Regions from separate parts of the Ovis aries genome. Here all the other regions are linked to region 1. A link is a contact called in public Hi-C data. All regions are on one chromosome and are shown on one strand. The core of a region is the stretch at or near the end of the contact, and the rest is flanking DNA. Distances in the headings are between cores, read along the strand shown.

Evidence for each region. A called contact is a pair of places that touch in the nucleus more often than the background predicts.
Region 2: a Hi-C map of muscle shows a contact between it and region 1, with 7 times the contacts expected there. The contact joins the enhancer-like site here to the promoter of NR3C1 in region 1. A contact is called at or near these places in 8 of 16 Hi-C or Micro-C datasets (blood, muscle, omental adipose tissue and 3 more).
Region 3: a Hi-C map of muscle shows a contact between it and region 1, with 8 times the contacts expected there. The contact joins the enhancer-like site here to the promoter of NR3C1 in region 1. A contact is called at or near these places in 4 of 16 Hi-C or Micro-C datasets (hypothalamus, muscle, omental adipose tissue and 1 more).

The regions. Positions count from the first base shown.
Region 1 is chr5:52,116,467-52,120,150 of ARS-UI_Ramb_v3.0, reverse strand. NR3C1 (nuclear receptor subfamily 3 group C member 1) reads left to right here and starts at 1,918. Exons shown (of 8, transcript NM_001114186.1): 1 at 1,918-3,116. The coding sequence starts at 1,918.
Region 2 is chr5:51,630,646-51,634,329 of ARS-UI_Ramb_v3.0, reverse strand. All of the region lies in intron 10 of ARHGAP26 (Rho GTPase activating protein 26), which reads right to left. Among named protein-coding and RNA genes, the nearest start is that of ARHGAP26, 170 kb to the right of the region's middle. Within about 2 kb of position 1,584, at least 9 of the 54 cell types and tissues checked have an H3K27ac peak or open chromatin away from gene starts, as enhancers often do.
Region 3 is chr5:51,711,207-51,714,890 of ARS-UI_Ramb_v3.0, reverse strand. All of the region lies in intron 11 of ARHGAP26 (Rho GTPase activating protein 26), which reads right to left. Among named protein-coding and RNA genes, the nearest start is that of ARHGAP26, 250 kb to the right of the region's middle. Within about 2 kb of position 1,575, at least 6 of the 54 cell types and tissues checked have an H3K27ac peak or open chromatin away from gene starts, as enhancers often do.

The sequences.
Region 1 (3,684 bases), core at 669-3,168:
TGTGTCGAGGCTCCAGTGCGTCTTCTTTCTGGCGGGCACGCAGTGTGTGTGTGTGTGTGTGTGTGTGTGTGCGCGCGCGTGCACACACACACACACACGCAAGGGGCTGACTGTCTGCGACTTGGAGACTTCGGCCGGGGCTGGCGTTATCTGGTGGAAGTGGGCGTGTCGGAGAAAGAACTCAACAGGTCTGGACACATTTCTCTCTTAACCTCGCACTTTTTCCCCCTCTCCCCTCCCTCGGCCCCGGGTTTGTTCTCTAGCGCTTGACATCACTTCGCGCCTGAAGCTTTGAAGTAGCCCCTTTTAGAAAAAAGACCCTCCCTAATCATTATAGTTTTGTGGTGCAATTTTTGACAAGCGCTAGTCTGACGTTTTGAGATTGCAGACCTGACAGTTGCAACCAGGTAATGCCGCTTAAGACCCCTTGGCATGGTTCGTTAACGCCGATTACTGTGACAGGGTTATTTGCAACTTAAACGGGGGGATAAAGTCGTTTGAGGTATCTTTTCGTTTTATGAAGTTTTGTTTTGGTTTCGAGTTTGAAGGCAGCTGTCAAAGCGGCTTGGAAATTCATTAGGCTCCTTGTGATACCTTATGTTTAGAGATCTTTATCAGATAAATACAGCAGAGGGGCGGGGAGAAAAGCAGTTTACCCTTGAGGTTTCTAGAGGCGGGTACCTACCACTGTCTACCTTCATCACATTCCACTTTTAGAGAGGACCAGTGAAGTTTGAGCACCTCAAAGTCTCCGTACAGGAAAAGTTTTCTTTCTTTGAACGAGATTTGACTATAATGTCGCAAATAATGCTTATCAAAGACTCTGCCTGCCTCTTAAAACATCTTGATTGTCAATAACCTGTCAACCTAACGCTCTTGAAAGAAGGCTCAGAATTAGAATAGGTGAAGCTTTAGAATTCGGAGCAAATTGTTCTGAGCATTTTACTTCGATTTATATAAATGTGATTTTACAGGTCTGGGGTGTTTTTTTTTTCTTTGTTTTTTCAATACTTAGATATTCAGAAAGGAAAACATTTAATTTCGAGATTGTAATAGTATTTCATACTGAGGTCTTAAGCAGTTTAAAAACATGTTTCATCTAGATTATGTTGTGTTGTAAGGGTTTGAGAGAGCTATAGTTCTTGTACAGTATTTAAATAAGATAAAATTGTAGTGTGAAGCTACTACACATTCTATTCTACTTTTTTAAATCTAAATTTTGATTAGCCAGTGCCTTTCATTTCATACATCCAAAATTTGAAGGCAGGCACTATTAGGCACATTCAGTAGGAAATACGGGTTAAAATAAGAGCCTTTTCCTACTTTGTTGGAGAATGAGCAGACCATCATTGTTTATTTTTCAAATAAAATACATGGTTCACCAGTAGGTTGTACTAAACCGTGTGGATGTGTGACCAGCCAGTAGGAGGGGAATTGGGGAGTAATTAGAAACAATTCTAGCATAGTTTATCAAATTTTACGTTTATTGGTTCTCAGAAAAGCCGATAACCTTGATTAGTTGAAAAGAAATGATCATACTTCTTTTTAAAATTAAATACTTTGACATCAGCTGGAACTTTAGAATAATCAGATGTCATGAATTATAATGTCTCTGATTAACAAAGTTACCAGTTTGTGAGTGGCAGGATGAATACCCAGGCTTAGTTTGATACAATTTTGTTCAGAGCTGTGCAAATGGACTGCATTGTACTTTTAAATGTGATGCACTGAATGGGAGCAGGAGCCTCTGCTTTTGTATTCTGGAAGACAAAATCTATCTATTCTTTTGATGACAAGGAATTAGATCCGGTGTTAACTAAAAGGTTCATTTAACAGGCTCTTACTAATCGGATCACAGAGATAATGTGATTTTGTAGCTTATTATGTCCCCTTCTTTCTTGTAGCTGATACTCACTGATGGACCCCAAGGAGTCATTAAGCACCCCCAGTAGAGAAGAAATCCCCAGCAGTGTGCTTGGTCGAGAGAGGGGAAATGTGATGGACTTCTATAAAACCCTAAGGGGAGGAGCTACTGTGAAGGTTTCTGCATCTTCTCCCTCACTGGCTGCTGCTTCTCAGTCAGACTCCAAGCAGCAAAGACTTCTGGTTGATTTTCCAAAAGGCTCAGGAAGCAATGCGCAGCAGCCAGATCTGTCCAAGGCAGTTTCACTGTCAATGGGACTGTACATGGGAGAGACAGAGACAAAAGTGATGGGAAATGACCTGGGATTCCCACAGCAGGGCCAAATCAGCCTTTCCTCTGGGGAAACAGACTTTCGGCTTCTGGAAGAAAGCATCGCAAACCTCAGTAGGTCAACCAGTGTTCCAGAAAAGCCCAAGAATTCTGCATCCGCTGCTGTCTCTGCTGCCCCCACAGAGAAGGAGTTTCCAAAAACTCACTCTGATGTGTCTTCAGAACAGCAGAATTTGAAAGGCCAGAAGGGCAGTAACGGGGGTAGTATGAAGTTGCATACCACAGACCAAAGCACCTTTGACATTTGGAGGAAAAAGCTCCAGGATTTGGAGTTTTCTTCTGAGTCCCCAAGTAAAGAGACAAGTGACAGTCCTTGGAGATCAGACATCTTGATAGATGAAAACTGTTTGCTTTCTCCTTTGGCAGGAGAGGATGATTCATTCCTTCTGGAAGGAAGCTCGAATGAGGACTGTAAGCCTCTTCTTTTACCGGACGCTAAGCCTAAAATTAAAGATAATGGAGATTTGATCTTACCAAGTCCTAACAGTGTGCCACTGCCCCAAGTGAAAACAGAAAAAGAAGATTTTATCGAACTCTGCACCCCTGGGGTAATTAAGCAGGAGAAACTGGGCCCAGTTTATTGTCAGGCCAGCTTTCCTGGGGCCAACATAATTGGCAATAAAATGTCTGCCATTTCTGTTCATGGTGTGAGTACCTCTGGGGGACAGATGTACCACTACGACATGAACACAGCATCCCTTTCTCAACAGCAGGATCAGAAACCTATTTTTAATGTCATTCCACCAATTCCTGTTGGTTCAGAAAATTGGAATAGATGCCAGGGGTCTGGAGATGACAGCTTGACTTCCTTGGGGACTTTGAACTTCTCTGGTCGATCTGTTTTTTCTAACGGCTATTCAAGGTAAGATTAACGCTTTCTGTTTCTTGAAAATGGTATGTTTAAGATCCACTGATAGATTTAAACATTTATTTGAACATATTCGACCACAAGTCAAGTGCTTTTTCATGTGAAAAAGTTTAAGTGGTCTTTTGAAAGTAGGCTTGGTAGACAAACTACGTGATGTATCTACACAAAACCCTTTCAAGTTTTGTGTTTGCTTTTTCCAAAATAGTGGTATTTGGTATCCCATTGGGCAGTGATTGGAAATTTTATGTAAAAACTTAAAATAATATTGCTCATTAACAGATAAATTTAGTAAAAGTGATGTAAATTCAGAGGGGGATAATGTGTGGAAACATTTATTGTGCATATTTTTAAGTTGTCCTAAAATATGCTCTTACATTACAATGTATTTGTATATCTGTGAAGTGTTAGCCTGGGGAAAATTAGAAGTACTGACAATGAACCCTTTTCTTCAAACTGTGAACCTTCCTGTTGAAGAAACAGTTCTGAGATTACTAAAGCAGTGCAGTGGACAGTTTACCTGACCCGAGTATTAGATGTGGGACAGAGTTCCTGACCCAGGGCA
Region 2 (3,684 bases), core at 335-2,834, 490 kb after region 1:
ACATACAGCCCTTGAGAAATTTTCGGAAGCAGGCTTCTAATCAATTATTTAGAAAGGATATGATCCTAATGAGTGAATGAATCATAACCTACTATAGCCTATAGCACTGAGCTCCTGGGAGGAGAAGTCCTAAAATAATCAGGACCATAGCAAAGATAACAGTCTAAAGAGGAATACTGCCAATCGCTTCATATAATTTCCTTACATTTTTACTTTAAAGGAGAATGAAGTCATGAAACATCAGGAAGCCCAGACAAAGACATCTTTGGTGCAGTAAGTTACATGGTCTTTAATGAAACATACTGACTGAGCACCAGCTATACGCCATAGGCACCAAGGACCGAAGAATAAGCAGATTTCAACACACACCACCAGAAGAAAGCATTGCCAGGACGAATAACCCTCAGGGGGAATGCAAATGTTATTTTGATAACAACCTATGAGAAAATATTCTAATTCTAAAAATCTTCTAGGTCATTTATCAATCCTTCTTAGTATTCTGTCTCATGATGAACAGACACGCAGGTAAGTGGAATTTACATACTGAATTATCTCCTTTCTTCAGATTCATATACTAGCAAAATTTTGGTTTTGATTTTTAAAAACTAAACTCATTTTATACTTAGAAATTAGCAAATAAAATGGTATATTCAATCAATAAAACTCCAAATTTCACCATGTAGACTAAAGAACAGAAACAGGATTAAGTAATAGAAATAAAATAAGTACGGTTGCCTTGTTTCACACCACAGTTCATTAACCAGCACATCCCACTCTTACTTAAACCAGAATCAAACAGCAAATACTCTCTCATTTAACTTTTTAAAAAGGAAAAGAAAATTTAAAAAAAAACCCAGCAATTTAAAAAATACAAGACGTCTAAAGATTCTAAGAACTTCTAAACTAGCTTATTTTATGGAACAGTCAAGGAGCAATTCAGAAAGTACAATATTTCTCCCCACTCTACCCCCACCCAAATCATGGAAGTCAGAGGAGGAGAACACCCTCTGAGGAAGGAAAAAGCCATTTCCTCCCCGAAATGTCAACGGCATTGAGACCAGCACTGTAACCAACCAGCAGGAAGGCAAAATCAAATATTATTTCAAACAAGGGGTGAGAAGGGGAGGGGAGGGGAAGTTTGAAACCAGGAAAAATGGATTCATCTGCTGCAGAAGATAAAGGCAGACTGCACCAAAAGGGAAAGGCAGAAATGCCTGGTTCTCAGCATACACTGGACAGTCCCAATCACTCATCTGTTTTTATCACCAGCCTCGAATAAGCCGTCCCTGAAGCAAAGAGCCTGACACATGAATTCAGAAAGTAAGGTAAAATGCAATGTTTAAACAGAGGCTGCACTAACTGAGCATGCTTGCTTCTGCAGCAAAGTGGGTATGAAGTGATCCATCATAGAAAGGTGGGAAAGAAGGAATTTCTAGGGAAAGAATGAGTCATTTAGAATGCCTTTCCTTTAAGAGGTAATATTCACATGATGGCTTCTTCTACAGAAACACACGTCACACACACACCACTGACTACTAAATGTCAGTGTAGAAAGGACAGCTAATTTTCCACTGGACCAGCTAACAGTTATAATACGTATACAACACTGCCATCTAGAGGCTGAGCACTGAAACAAAGTCTGTTACATAAGATGATCCTTTTTAGAAAACACAGGCTTACACTCGCAAATCACAAAGACACACAAACAAACGCACGCGCACACACACCACATTCCCAACTAGAAGAGTATTATTTTAAGTTAAAAGTAGCATGGTATGGTTTCTTTTTGAGAGCATAAATTGGAAGGAGGGGCTTAAACCTTTTATCCTGTATAGGAAATATATATAAATAATAGATTATAGTAATAGATTACTATAAATAATATCTATAAATAATAGATTATAGATTATATATAATAGATTATAGTAATTCAGTTTGAAAACAGATTCTTCCTCCTGTACACATATAACCTTAAAGTACCTGTATTCACTCTCAACTTATAGATGACTGGAAAAGTCACAACACTAGGAAAAAGGTGTGCCATCAAAATGAAACAGGTTCAAAGAAATACCTTCCAACACTAAAGTACACTGTAAGAACAATGAAGTCCCAAGTTTTAGGATAGAGAGCAAACTTCAAAGAAAGAAACTCTTCCAACAGTGAACTACATCAGGGAAGAATATTACAGTATTCCATTTTCAAAATAATCTTGCAAGGTAGGTATGATTAAAGTGGTTAATCTACCAGTCCAGACTCACACAGCCAGTAAGAGGCAGATCCCAAGTTCAAACTGAGGGCTGCTTTGACCTTTTACGTGCATCATGCAGCCTTCTATAAACATATACTAAGGGTGGTGACTCATTAGAAGGTTGGGGTAGATTATTCAGATCTTCCATTAATCTTTCTAGCTGTCACTATTCGTTCTTTAACCAACTTCCCATTCTTCTGGTTTTTTGTCCTACCAATGCAGAAATGGAGATTACGTTTAAACTTGCCCAAGCTTCAGTTTAAATATCAACTAACATGATTCAGTTCCCATAATCTTACATAGTAATTCACCAAAGTCCCAGAGGAAAGAACAAAATAATCTAACTCGGAAAAGCATTACTATAAAAAACAAAACTGAACTACAAGCACACAGTACTGTACTAAAAGCTGAATGAAGTAATGTTATTCTGCCTCTGGGAGCAAATTACCTGAGACAGATAGTTAGAATTGAACAGAGTTATATAAAACATAACTAACTGAACAACTAACCAATACAAAGGAAAGCCTGTACAATGTGCAGATACCTAGTACCTGGTGGGACATGAGGATAGAGTTCACAGTGGGTGTGACATGCCAGGCTAGGACTGGTTCACAGGAAAGCTGTCTCTCTTGACCTATTCACGGAAAGCTCACAGGAAGAGGACTGTGAATGTGGTTTGCAAGAAAAATCAGATGATGACTCTTAAGAAGGAAAGTCGAATAGATTCATACTGCTTCATTAAACTTTGTTATCTCCATGGTCAGTAGAGTCTCCGGCAGTTAGTTATGGCTAATAAACGAGGAGGGGGAAGGGGAGAACAGAGGAAATGAAAACTCAAAGCATTCTAATTATGCCATCAGTCTCTATAAGACTGGAAGGGTGAAATCCCCCTGTGAGTTATGCCTTCCTCATAGCATTTTGATCCACCAAGTTTGCTGAACTCTCAATATACTGGTGTTTATACCTCCAGTTGCATGAATGTGTTTGCCATTCTACAATTAATGCTAAGTAAGACCCCTGAAGACAAGGACTATGCTTGTCTTGGTCCCCATGACACCCCCAGCACCCAGTAACCTTGTGATCCTAATAAATTCTCCTGTTCTGCCCAACTCTGGAGAGTACCAAAGGTGGGAATGCGGCATGCAACACTCCACATAGTATCTTCAAATGTATGGACTTCTGTTGGGGTCAGCTAGTCCTGGAAAACATAAAGCATTCTAATTGTTTCCTTTCCTCCAAGTATAAACACCGCTCCTCAAGAGACTACACTGATTCAATGCATCAAAAAGAAGTCTTTTGTTTCTATTATTTTCCATATGGTTTACGGCTCCTCCTGGAAAACATTTGGGAGAAAATACCCATGTGTCACATACATTTGTGAGACATCTCTTTAAAAATAAACAAATGCAGAGATGCCGAGCGATGACTACCACCAT
Region 3 (3,684 bases), core at 326-2,825, 400 kb after region 1:
ACAGGGCTTTCAGCCCTCCTTAATTAGGAGGTGAATTTGCACCAAATTACTTTCCTTTAAATGTCTCCTAGAGCTCAGGAGGCCCCTGCCTAGAACACTGAGGTATTCCCCAAACTGCAGAGGCGTGATCAATGAGCCAAAGGTGCCAGGAACATGTGCCGCCCGGTACTCTGAGGGCAGGCCATTAATCTCTGTCTGGTTTGAGTAAATGAGCCAAAGAGAATGAGTTTGAAATGAAGCTAACAAACCATGCCTGCCAGAACGGTATGACTACATGGCCCAACAAGGAAGGCCCGGGTAAGGAAGCAGCCTCATCATCACACAGGCTGGATGGTGGTATGGGAACAGTGCTAAGTGGAAATGGCTTTGTTCACTGGCACTCACCAAGTGCCATGCATGACATTATCAAATCTTTTTAACCACCTTGTGAATTAGCCACTAGTGTTGTTTGCATCTTATGGATGTGGAACTGGAGGCCAGAGAGGTTACATAGTTTATCCAAGGACAGAGAGCTGGAAGGTGGCATACTGGTCTATCTTGCTGCTGCAGCAAAGTTCCAATTGTCCTTTACTTTTCTAGGTAGTGGCAAATGCACACAACTACCAAGCTCTACTAGTAGTCTCTGGTGTATAAATACCTTCCATTCTGGCAGAAGCAAAGGGCATGCAATTCACCCCTTCAGAAATGCTCAGTCTGTTCTGGGAAAACCGTGAGATCTCATAGTTGCCCACTAATGCCAGACTGAGGTTCAGAGACAAGGGCAATTTGTTATCTCTGAGTTTGTATGGTTTCAAGTAAGTCTTTAAGAGACTATGTCTTAAAAGGATAGAATTCAATTCTCCAGGACCAATTCATGGTGACATGAGTCACTCAACAATTCCTGAGTTATGACTCCAAGGAAGAATGAATCACTCAACACACAAACACAACAACCCAACTGAAGCTAAAGTCCATCCACCCTGCTTAGCCAGAGTGCCTAAAACCTGGCCCCATAATCAAGTCTCTTTCGGTTCTCTGGCTTTCTATAGTGCTTTCATTCAGGGATGCACCAGTTTCAGCTGAACTCTGTACATGCTGCTGCTGCTGCTGCTAAGTTGCTTCAGTCCAACTCCGTGCGACCCCATAGATGGCAGCCCACCAGGCTCCCCTGTCCCTGGGATTCTCCAGGCAAGAACACTGGAGCGGGCTGCCATTTCCTTCTCTAATGTATGAAAGTGAAAAGTGAAAGTGAAGTCACTCAGTCGTGTCTGACTCTTCGCAACCCCATAGACTGCAGCCCACCAGGCTCCTCTGTCCATGGGCTCTTCCAGGCAAGAGTACTAGAGTGGGGTGTCATTGCCTTTTTCCTGTACATGAGGGTTTGTTAAATATCCATACCGCTGAATATTTTTTTTCAAGTGTACACTTCTAGAGAATACAAACTACAGATTTACTTTATGTTATGAGGGTCCACCTGAGACTCATTATAAAATAATTACAATAGCAATAATGGATTTAATACAAAGGATGATGATAAAAGACTTATCACGTGTCAGACACCACTCTGAGCACTCTAAAATGCATTATCTTGTTTAGTCCTCACACCAACCTAATTATTCCTGACATATAGATGAGAAAACTGAGGCATTAGAGAGGTTAGGTCATCTGCTCAAGGTTAGGCACCTGGAATTGGGCAGAATCCAGACAGAACTCCTACAGTCTGTCTCCAAATCCCAAACTCTTCATAACTAACCATGTGATACCTAAGACATGATGATGATGACGATAAAGGTGATAAGATGTCATGGGGAGCCAGGGAAGGTGAGTCACTGGCATAAAGAATTTGCCATGAGTCAGAAAATGAAATTGGGAATTGCCTTTTGATTCTAGCCTGAAGCATTTACCACTAACCCATGTGACCAGCTGACATCTAACCCAGAAGTAAAACTTCATATTCTTTGAACCTCAGGGCTCAATTCTGAAGATAAACACCAGACAGGAAAGTAGGTCTTTGATACAAATCACAGGATACTGCAGTTCTGTGAGACCTCACCCAGAAGCTACAACGGGAATACAATTTAATTAAATCAAAGGAGGGTGAGGAAAGCCTTCATATGCTCCTATTGCATTAAGACGTGATTTTGCAATCAGTTCTGTTCACTGATGAGCCAATTCAATTTACGTGTCCCTAGAGAATTAAGAGAACAGCGTTATTTCGGTTCCCAGAATTTTTTCACAGCTGTCCTTTATCACCATTATCCAGGCCTTACCAAGAAAGCACAGAAATTTTTTAACTTATAAATTAAAGGCATAAGTAAAGCAAGAATTAGACAAAGCAATCTCACTTTTCCCTCTGACACACAGCTGCATTAACACTTGGCCATATCACATTTTGGATCAAAATCTGCACAAAAGGAAAGTGCTGGAGAAACAGGTTCATGGACAAATTCACTTACAACTGCTGTTCCTGTCTCAGCTGCATGTGAATTCACATTTAAGCTTTGTCATTCTCAGGTCTCTTCCAAGTAGCTTGGACCACCTAAGCCCCTCCCACCAGGTGGTTCCTCTTACAGGTCCATATGGAGAAATACAAAACAGAACTACCTGCCCATACTCCCAAACATTGCCCACGCTGGCTCTACACCATCAGAGACAATTTTTGTTGCTCCTCTCTTGTGACACAATGGACCTACCATCACTAGGGCTTGCTCTTTTCAACTGTCAGGGGTGACAGATTTATGCTCATATGCTGCTTAGGTTCGAAGTCCAGCTCTACCAGTTACCAGCTATAGAGTTCAGTCACTTCACATCTCTAAACCTCAGTCTTACCTAGTCTAAAAGAGGGATATTAATATTCCCTACCTCTTAGGGTCATTGTGAAAATTAAGTAAGACAATAGATAGAAAACATTTAACATGGAGGATAGAATACAAATTCTATGGCCCATAGAGCTTTCTGTAAAGATGGTCTTTCATCACCATCAATGCCCCTCCCCTTTCCTTCTCTTCAGACTTATCCTCTATGGGATAAAAGGCTAAGCACAGGTCTGTGGTTTGAGGGACACAGCGACAGCGACCTCATTAGCCACGCAATTTAACCAAATGAAACTAATTAAAGGACTAAAGGAAAGGAGACCATCTAAAGTCAACTTGCAGAGCAATAGTTGTCAATGTTTTTTAAAACAACAGTTAAACATAAAAGTAACTACTCACCACACTTTTTCACCACCAGTTATGTGCCAGATACCACACCCAGCATTTACATGAATTATTTTATTTCATCCTCAAGCTTATGGGGTACTCCTACTTCCTCCACTTTATACCATCATGTAGATTAAATAAGTTTCCAAACGTTACAAAAGCCAACAAGTGGGAGAGTGTTTTGGTCTAGATTTGTATTCAATCACAACTTCATAGACTCCTCCACCCAGTACAATGGAAAAAAAAAAAGTTTGGCAATCAACAAAGAACTGAAAAGAAGCTAAGCAGTCATTAAAATGGCAATAACACAACCATTATGTAAGAACAGAATTTCCACCCAATTTAAACATAACAGTAATTCTATAAACTTCCAATTAATACAAGTATGGCAGTAACTGAAAACCACAACCAGCTGGAGACACTTTGGGATGCTCAAAAAGCATCCTTCACAAAAGCTAACAGCAGAGAGAGAACCGGCAGTGGTGCCCAGGATGGTGTGGTGGAC